Regions from separate parts of the Rattus norvegicus genome. Here regions 1 and 2 are each linked to region 3. A link is a contact called in public Hi-C data. All regions are on one chromosome and are shown on one strand. Each heading gives the region's core, a stretch centred on a gene start, on an enhancer-like site or on the middle of the called end of the contact. The rest is flanking DNA. Distances are from core to core; before and after follow the strand shown.

What was found. Hi-C and Micro-C count contacts between places; a contact is called where the count stands out from the background.
Region 1: a contact with region 3 is called in a Hi-C map of the A7r5 cell line, with 3 times the contacts expected there. The contact joins the enhancer-like site here to the promoter of Myo1e in region 3. A contact is called at or near these places in 7 of 12 Hi-C or Micro-C datasets (the A7r5 cell line, the Rat2 cell line, Schwann cells and 4 more).
Region 2: a Hi-C map of liver shows a contact between it and region 3, with 3 times the contacts expected there. The contact joins the enhancer-like site here to the promoter of Myo1e in region 3. A contact is called at or near these places in 8 of 12 Hi-C or Micro-C datasets (the A7r5 cell line, frontal cortex, hepatocytes and 4 more).

Annotation. Positions count from the first base shown.
Region 1 is chr8:79,668,759-79,671,654 of GRCr8, forward strand. The region is part of intron 3 of Fam81a (family with sequence similarity 81, member A); the gene reads right to left. Among named protein-coding and RNA genes, the nearest start is that of Fam81a, 33 kb to the right of the region's middle. Within about 2 kb of position 1,268, at least 11 of the 93 cell types and tissues checked have an H3K27ac peak or open chromatin away from gene starts, as enhancers often do. A contact at or near this core is called in the A7r5 cell line and Schwann cells, where this site is marked.
Region 2 is chr8:79,878,579-79,881,466 of GRCr8, forward strand. Myo1e (myosin IE) reads left to right here. Exons shown (of 28, transcript NM_173101.2): 6 at 2,851-2,888. Among named protein-coding and RNA genes, the nearest start is that of Ccnb2, 100 kb to the right of the region's middle. Within about 2 kb of position 1,628, at least 11 of the 93 cell types and tissues checked have an H3K27ac peak or open chromatin away from gene starts, as enhancers often do. A contact at or near this core is called in the A7r5 cell line, kidney and liver, where this site is marked.
Region 3 is chr8:79,767,154-79,770,168 of GRCr8, forward strand. It overlaps Myo1e (myosin IE), which reads left to right and starts at 1,675. Exons shown (of 28, transcript NM_173101.2): 1 at 1,675-1,964. The coding sequence starts at 1,962. It also overlaps the pseudogene Rpl37a-ps11.

The sequences.
Region 1 (2,896 bases), core at 18-2,517, 99 kb before region 3:
AGTTTGAGCTTCTCTTTGATTTAAGAATGTCTGAATATCTAGGATGTCGGAATTAATTAGAGTTGATTTAAGGATGTGTGAATATCTAAGGATGTCGGAATTTATTACAGTTGGCCGGCACAGTGACACAAATATGTAATCCCAACACTCAGGAGGATTTTGAATCTGAAGCTAGCCAAGGTTACATCACAAGACGTCTCAAAAAATAAAAACAGAATTTAAATTGTGTTTCTTTATTTCAAGCTGTTAAGATTTGTTTTTTTTAAAATATTTTTTTATTAAATTTTATTTAGTTCGGAGCAGGATGTGAGAGAACAGCTTTCAGAAGTCGATTCTCTCGATCTGGGGAAACAGATTGAAGTTTTTAGGTGTGGCAGCAGATGCCTGTTTCTGCTGGTCCGTCTCACTGGCTCTGTCTTTGTTAGTTAATCCTCACTGTACTGGCTTAGGACAAAGTCAGTAAGATACTTCATGTTTTTAACATGCTAAGTTTTGCTTCGAGGCACCAAGTTTTTGAATTTTTACTTATGTGGATTTGTGTGTGAGCCTATGCCGTGTGTGTGTGTGTGTGTGTGTGTGTGTGTGTGTGTGTGTGTGTGTGAGAGAGAGAGAGAGAGAGAGAGAGAGAGAGAGAGAGAGAGAGAGAACTGGAGTTACAGGTAATTGGGATCACACTGAAGTGGGTGTTAGGAACCGAATCAAGTTGGACCACGGAACCATCTTTCCAGCATCGACAACCCTACTCTGCTTTTAAAAACGCATTTCAACCTGGAGCTTGGTGAACTTTTCTAACTCTTTTCTTCAACTCCCCTGTGTAACTACTATTGCCTCCCCCCCCCCCCCCCCCCCGCTCCCGCTGGAGCCCCTGCCAGTCCTGCGCTGGTCTGACTTGCCCTTCCTGACAGCCCTACTCTGTCATCTCTCTGGGGTTTCTTGCACTTTTTCCTGGGCCCCACAAAACTCTAAAGTCATGGCAGCAGCTTTACCGTGTGCTCACAGGTCCTAAATATGTAAATTGCTCTTTTATTCCCGGCCCACTGGTTCCCTCTGCTGGGAGGCGTGGCTTTGCCTCCTCCTATGGCTGCTGGGTCCTCTGACTCGAGGCAGCTTTTCTTTGTCGGCTCAGTGGGTGTTTCTGACAAGGGTGGAAGTGTCAGTAGGCCGGTGAGGGAGCTGTGCCAGTCGTAGCCAAAGACTAAGAGGAAGAGTGGGCCTCCACAGCGGCCTCCACAATGTCTCCTTCAGTCACAGAGGGAGGTAGTGAGCCTGGCTCCTCCTCCTCAGATTCCTAAGGCCTCACTCTGTCTTTCCTGGCTGGAGGCAATGCTGGCACCGCCAGACCCTCACGTCTGTGCAATCCAGGTGCGCAAGGACTGGGGCTAGTGAGGAGGCAGGCACTAGTGACCAGTGTCCCTTACCTCCAGTACGGATATAGGGACCTGTTTCCCTGGTTTTGTTCAGCTTGGTGACACTTACATCTTATCACCACTGAAAATGGAGTCTGCAATTGCCAGACCTATTATTTCCTGTGGCTCCCAATTCTTCAATGAATGAACCTGCTCTCCGAAGAAGAGTGCAGACTAGCTACAATCACCTATGAATGGCAAAAATGTTACTCATCTGAGCACATTCCTGCAAGGAGACCTCAAATCTGACTAATTCATCTCTGGCACTCTCCCACTGATGAGAGGCGCTGGCAGCGCTCGCTCTCTCTCCCCCTCTCCCTCTCTCCTTCCCCCCTCTTTCTCTCTTTCTCTCTCTAGGCTCACACAATGGGAAACTACACCTAATTAATAGCAGCAGCAAATAGGAAGAACACTCAGGCTTCTTCCAATGTTGTTGATAACCGCAAGGGCACAAGGCCATGGTGCTCAAATGCCTTCGGGAAAACACACGTGTCATCCAGAAGACCTGTTCCATGTGCAGAGTCTCAGGTCCAGTTCCCAGAAACCCAAAGCTAGAGAGCCTGAACCATCCATTGCACTGGATGCCAGGAAAACCAGGCTTTGCTTTGGTTTTCAATCCCTGAGTGAAGGAACCGGAAAGGAGCTCACGAAAGAGGTGCTTGAAATAATTACCACAGTCAACCTTTTCTAGTAGCCAGAGAAACAGGAGCGGCACGGGGCGGGGTGGGGATGTGGTTCAGTTACCAGTGTGCTTGTGGAGTACCGCATAGCTTTGTGTTCTGTCTAAGTAGAGTAAGCCTGATGCGGCAGACATATCTGTAATCCCGGCATCTGGCGGCCGGGGAAGGAAGATCAAAAGTTCTGGGTCTTTTTTGGCTACAAAGTAGTTTGAAAGATCCAGAACCATTCTGAGGTAGAGTGCCAGCAGGGGATGTGGCTGAGGGCATGTGGCTTCGGGGGAGCTGTGGGATGGGGATGCTAGACATATATGAAGGCACAGGCTGAATGGGTGCTTTCTGTCCTGTTGTGCTGTGGGCCTAACATAGCTACATAAATAAATACAGTCTGTTTTATTGTTTGTTTTGCTATACTAGAGACTGAACACAGAGCCTTATATATAGTACTTATGTATACACCCAGCCCAAGGTCTACTAAAAAAATTGTATTTATTTTTATGGCTCAGTTGGTCGAGTGCTTCCCATGCAAAGAAAATATTTCAAGCTTGATCCCCAGTCCCCACGTAAAAGCCAGGACTGTCCCCGCAAGCTGGGATCCCAGCACTGGAAAGGCAGAGGGAGGAGGCTCTGAGCCTGTCTGCAAAGTGTGATAGGAATGGATTCGGAAAGACACTCCATGTCAACCTCTGACCTCTACATACACACTACATACACATGTGTGAACATATACACACATACATACATTTAAAAAACAAACTAAAATTACAGTATTTCAATTGTAATCCCCAAAGTACAACAACCACCAATCCAAGA
Region 2 (2,888 bases), core at 378-2,877, 110 kb after region 3:
CCGAACAAGCAAGTTCAAGGCTAGCAAGACTAGACTGGGCTGCATGAGTCTCTCAACAAAGCAAGCAAATAAAAACTCCACTATACCATCATCATCACCACCATCATCATCATCATCAATCATTGTTATTATTATACCTATCGGATTGTCAGAATTCCTGTTCTTATAACATTGCTGGGAAAATGTTGGGACACAGTTGCTTGTTACTGATAGGAGAATCAAATAGCACAAGTCTATAGCGGCTATCTCAGTAAAATCTAGGAAATCACACTTCTCCTCCTCTTCTTCCTCCTCCTCCTTCTCCTTCTCCTCCATCCTCTTCTTCCTCTTCTTCCTCCTCTTCCTCTTCCTCTTCTTCATCTTCTTCCTTTTCCTCCTCTCTTCATCTTCTTCCTCTTCCTCTTCACTTTCTCTTCTTCCTCTTCCTCCTCCTCTTTCTCTTCTTCCTCTTCCTCCTCCTTCTTTTCTTCTTCTTCTATGTCTTGGTCTTCATCTTTGTTTTGGAGATGGCTATCTTACTGAGGTGCCAAGGACAGCCTTAAACTTCCTATCTCTACCTCAGGGATGCATCACTACGCCCATGTTATTTGGTGCTGGGGATGGAACCCGACTTGTGGTAGGGCCCTAGGATGCTGAGTAAGCACTTTACCAGCTGAGCTATAGCCTGAACCCCACGTAAGGTTTTAAGTTGATCTCTTGAGCTGGCCATGTAGCTCAGTGTTAGGAAGCTTCTTGGCTGGGCATGAATACTTCTCTAGTGTGCACAGAGCCCCAGGTTTCATCCCCAACATAAGCTAAGTGTAGTAGCTACATGCATGTATCCCAGGACTTGGGCGGTGGAGCAGACAAATGGAGAATTCTGGGTAGTGTGGTTGAGGCCAGTCTGGACTATATGAGACTGTCTTTTAAAAATTAATAAAAGGGAGGAAAGCAAGAATGCATGCCTGCCATCCCTGAATCAATTGTCCTGAGTTTGTTTAATCCCAGCACTTCAGTTGATTAATAACAACAACAATAATAATATAAGGCTGTTTTTAAGGGAAAGGCTTCGAGATCTTTTCTTTCTGTCTCCCCGAGAGAAACTGTGTATCATTTCTAGTTTGCAAACAGAACATTAAAAGGAATAGCAAAGATTCACGAATTCCAAATTTACTTTACAAAGAAGTACAGAGTTAATGTACAGCCCTGGGTTGTAAAGGAGAGAGGCAGTTTAGGGGCGGAGCTAAATCTGATTGGACGGGGAGAATCACCCAGAGTCTGCCTCTGCGCTAGTGACTATCACTGGTGCCTGCAAGCCTTGTGCCATTCTCTCTGCCGGGATGTTCATTCAAGGGTGCCATAGGAGTGCGTGACTGGTTCCCATAGTCGGTTTTAGTACCTTCATCTAGTCCCATTTGCCATGTCCTGTGACCCAGTGGCCAAGCTGCAGACGGTTAATGTTGATTTTTCCCTTCCTGTTTTCCTTCGAGGACATCGATCCAGAACTCTTGGCTTCAAATTAGTCAGTAGCTCAAGAGCACAAGCCAGGAGACTTGTTATTTCTGGAACACATTTAACCATAGCATGTGAATAATTAGACGTACAAGGAGTGAGTCACTGTCCAAAGTCCTCTCTCAGCACCAACTCCTATCAGCTGAGAGGCCTCATGCCTGTGACGTGTTTTGCACACTTTTAAGCCTGGTGCAGGACTGGAGTGTTCATACTAAATTCTTCTCCTGTTGTTGGCCCATAGCTACGTCCCATGATCTGGTGCTTCTCCAGGCTGCCCTGAGTGTGAATTCATGCTAGAAGATGCAGCAGTAACTCAGGGCTGCTTTCAGGGAGTTGGTTCAAAAGCTCGCTAGGAGCAGGGGTTGCTTTGAAATACAGATTCCCAGACCTTGCTCTAGACCTACTAACCCTGCCTACCTCTGCATTTTAGCTGGACACACAGTCATCCCCGGGTGATTGGGGCACAGTTAAAGTAGTAGGCACACAGATCATGTTTCTATAGAAGTTTGGAGAGGAGAAGATGGGTCACTGCCGTCTCGATAAGTCTTGCCTCTACGGTGGCAAGTGGAACAGTTGGGGAGGATGCAACAGAGAATGCAAGATGCAAAGAGACTTCTTCATGCTTCTCTTTCCCCCTCCCTGTGATCACCAACAGGCCCAGACGTGCAGGAGGGGGTCACAGCAAGGAGAATGCAAACCCAATCCCATGTTGTGTAGATTCTGGGTTCCTGGTAGCCCCTCGGCTTTGGGATCCTGTTTCAAACCATAAGGGTTGGGAAACCTGGTTATACAAGTAGGCTTAGGTCTGTGGTCATGCAAGAATACATTATCGTCAGGAATGGTAGCTCAGTTGATAGCATACTTGACTGGTGGGCACAAAGCCCTGGTGTTGACCCCCAGCATTGGATAAGCCACACGTCGTGGCACAGGCCTGTAGTCTCAGGTCTTGGGAAGTAGAGGCAGGAGGATCTAGGGTTCAAAACCATCTTCAGCTACATATCAGGTTTGATGCTAGCCGGAAACACATGTCACTCTCTTTCCAAAAAACAGCTGGGCATAGGAATGCGTGTCTTTAATCCCAGCATTTGGAAGACAGGGGCAGATCTATCTCTGTGAGTTTAAGGCCAGCCTGCTCTACACAGTGAGATTCAGGCCATACAGGGCTACATTGTAAAATCCTGTCTCAATAAAACAAGGCAAAACCAAAATGAATTCTCCAGAAATGTCCTAGGACACATACATGACTGGAACTTCTTACCTTTTAATATTCAGAAAGTGGGACGTTGGGGAAAGTTGACTTTGACATCGTGTGCTAAGCATCCATTATTTTCCTAACCCGTCTCTTGTCTGCCACAATAGCATGTCAAGGACATCATCCTTCAGTCCAACCCACTCCT
Region 3 (3,015 bases), core at 425-2,924:
TCTGAACCTGTAAGCCAGCCCCAGTTAATGTTGTTCTTTATAAGACTTGGTTTGGTCATGGTGTCTGCTCACAGCAGTAAAACCCTAACTAAGATATTGCCCAAACGGGAAATGGTTACAAAAATTCAAACATGACTTCCTTTCAAATTGTTGTGAGATGGCTCTGTGATTAAAGGCACTCGCTGCCAAACCTAACCGCCTGAGTTCAACCCCTGGGACCAACATGGTGGAGGGAAAACAAGCTCCCACAAGTTGTCCTCCGAAGTGCACATATGCTCCCCCCCCTTTTAAAAAAAATTGATGTAATTCACATACCATAAGATTCTTACTTGGAAACTTACAATTCAGTGGTTTGGGGTCTAGTCAGTTTTACCACCACCATCAGTACCTAGGGGATATCCTTGGACCACCCCCCAAGACAAAGCCCCTTTGTTCCATCCGCTGTCAGGCCACACTCCACACCCCCAAGCAGCCAAGATCTACTACTCCCTCTAAGCAGTGTTCCCTACCCACCGCTAGAACACATGGAATGGCACCTGGTGAACTTGAACCTTGACCTCTTTCACATAATAGTTTTCCTGGGTCCTTCCATCTCTGTTGCAGGGTGTATCAGCATTCACTCCTTTTCCTGGTTTGGCCATAGTCCTCGGTAGGTGTGCACCACATTAAAACAAAGTGCAAAACTCTAACTAGCCAAGATTTTTTTTTTTTATTTTATTTTACTATAGATTCACGTGAAGGGGGACGACCGAATCTCAAGATATTCTGTGCTCTGGAACTTTTCTTACTGAACTTTTCTTCCTCAGACACTGGGAGCGCAGCCCCGTGGTGGCCCTGCGAGTTTGCTTCCCTTCACTAGGAGTCAGACTCCCTCATCGTGTTTAGGAATCTGTGTTCCCCTCCCTCCTAGGCTACCTGGTTTCCTGAAACCGGACACCGCAGAGGACCAAGCTCTCTCTCTCTCTCTCTCTCTCTCTCTCTCTCTCTCTCTCTCTCCCTCCCTCCCTCCCTCCCTCCCCCCTCCCTCTCAATCTCCTCCGTTCCCAAGGAAATGAATTCAGGTATAAAGGACCGGTGGAGGAAATGTTTTCGACTTTCTTCACAATCCAGAGAGAGAGAGAGAGAGAGAGAGAGAGAGAGAGAGAGAGAGAGAAAGAAAGAAAGAAGGAAAGAAAGAAAGGAAGGAAGGAAGGAAGGAAGGAAGGATTTCCTTTGGGCTGCGACTTTGTGATCTTTTATAAATACTTTTTGAAATACTTATTTTAAAAAAGAAGAATCTAGGAAAATCATGCGACTTGTGCGTAGGAGCTAAATCGATGCTAAGTTTCTCCTTAATGAGAAGAGACACGAGAGCGGTTTCCCACTCACCCCAAGTGTTTTCATCCTTTCGGTTTGGGGGTGGCTCCTTGGGGACCGATGGGACAGCAGCGTGCTCTGCAGGGTAGCGAGGCCGCAGGACTACAAGATCCAGAGGCCTTTGGAAACTCTTGTAGTTTCACGCTTGTTGGCTACCTCGGCTTCTCTGAGGAGTGACGCTGCGAAAACAAACTCTGATTGGTCAGGCCTGTGCTGAATTCTCCATTTATGGACAGATTGCCCGGCCCGAGCCCAGCCTGAGCCAGAGAAGAGTTTGGATTAAGTGTTAAGGGAAAGGAGGTCCAGGCAAGGCAGCTGGACAGGCAGTCCTGCAGAGCGCATCAGGGTGCATCTCTAGACAGTTGGGGATCGCCAGGTCGGAGTGTGCACCGGGTCTGCTAAGTTTTGCCTTCACCCAGAGTCTTGGATCCCGCCTGGATGGAGTCCCTTCTGGGTTTCCATTGGCTCCTGTGAGTGCTTGGGTGTCTGGAGATTGTTTTTTGGCGAAGGGGAACAACTTTTGAAGTTCGCCCAGGAGACCGCGTTCCAACCCTAGTGCCTAGGCAGCCGGACCCGGCGGGGGCGCGACCGCGGCGGGAGTCACCATGGTGAGTTGGCTGCGCCGCGTCCCAGGACGCCTGACCCTGGGAGAGGGCAGGAAGCTCCAGAGCGGGCACCTACCTTGGGCAAGCTGCCCAGGCCAGGGGGTGGAGAAGGTGGACGCGGGAGTATGCACTTCTGGAGCTCTGATTTCCTGCCGTTTGCAGTTAAACCGGTCTTAGCCGGGAAGAGGGACCAAGGGTGGCAAGGAAAACTCTCTGAAGTGACTTTCTGCGCCGGCAAAGTTTTGGTGGCAGTGTTGTTGTGGCTGCCAGCTGTCTGAAGCCAGAGAGTGTGTATGTCCGTTTTCACCCGCATAGTCGTGGGACTGGAGACTCTGTTCTCCTCCAGCGAAGGTGAGGGGCACGCCTGTGTCCCTCGGGTCCTCTCCCCTGGGCAGGCACCGGCGTGAGCTCCCTGGCAGGCTGATCCCGCAGCTGCCCTCCTGGCATCGGGGAGGACCCGGGCAGCCCCGCCTGCGCTGGTGATGGGCCGAGCGCTGCACAAAGGCAGGCAGGGGCTCCAGGTACCGCGGAGCACCTGGCGGTGGCCCGGGCTGCGGGGACCCTGTGACGACAGCGCGCAGGGGCAGTCACGCTGGCGGGGAGCCCAGGCCCGTAGGGTCCCTGTGTGGGGTAAACACCTCCTGCGGAGGGCTCCACCCGGTCCCCAGCTCGAGAGGACCGCCACCCTGGTCTACATGCCACAACTCTCCGAGAACGTTCCCGGTTTTGTTCCTTTCCGCTTGGCACTTGGGGGAGTGTATGGCATGGACTGCCTCTCTCTAACTCATTTGAGACTTTTGCCACTACCCAGAGGAGTCCCCAGCCTAACTACCCTCCTCTCACAGTTCCAATAACCTTAGCCACATCCCCTGGACTTTGCCGTGGTGTGGCTTTCCTACCAAAGGACGAAAACAAAGATTGAATTTTGAAGAGATAGCCAGTCCACCCGGACCAAAAGAAAAGAAAAACTTTTTAAAAACTTAAAAAAAAAAGTTTTAAAAATTCTAGAAGGCTTCAAAGTTTCCACACTTGCTTCTTGGTGGAGGAACTTGTC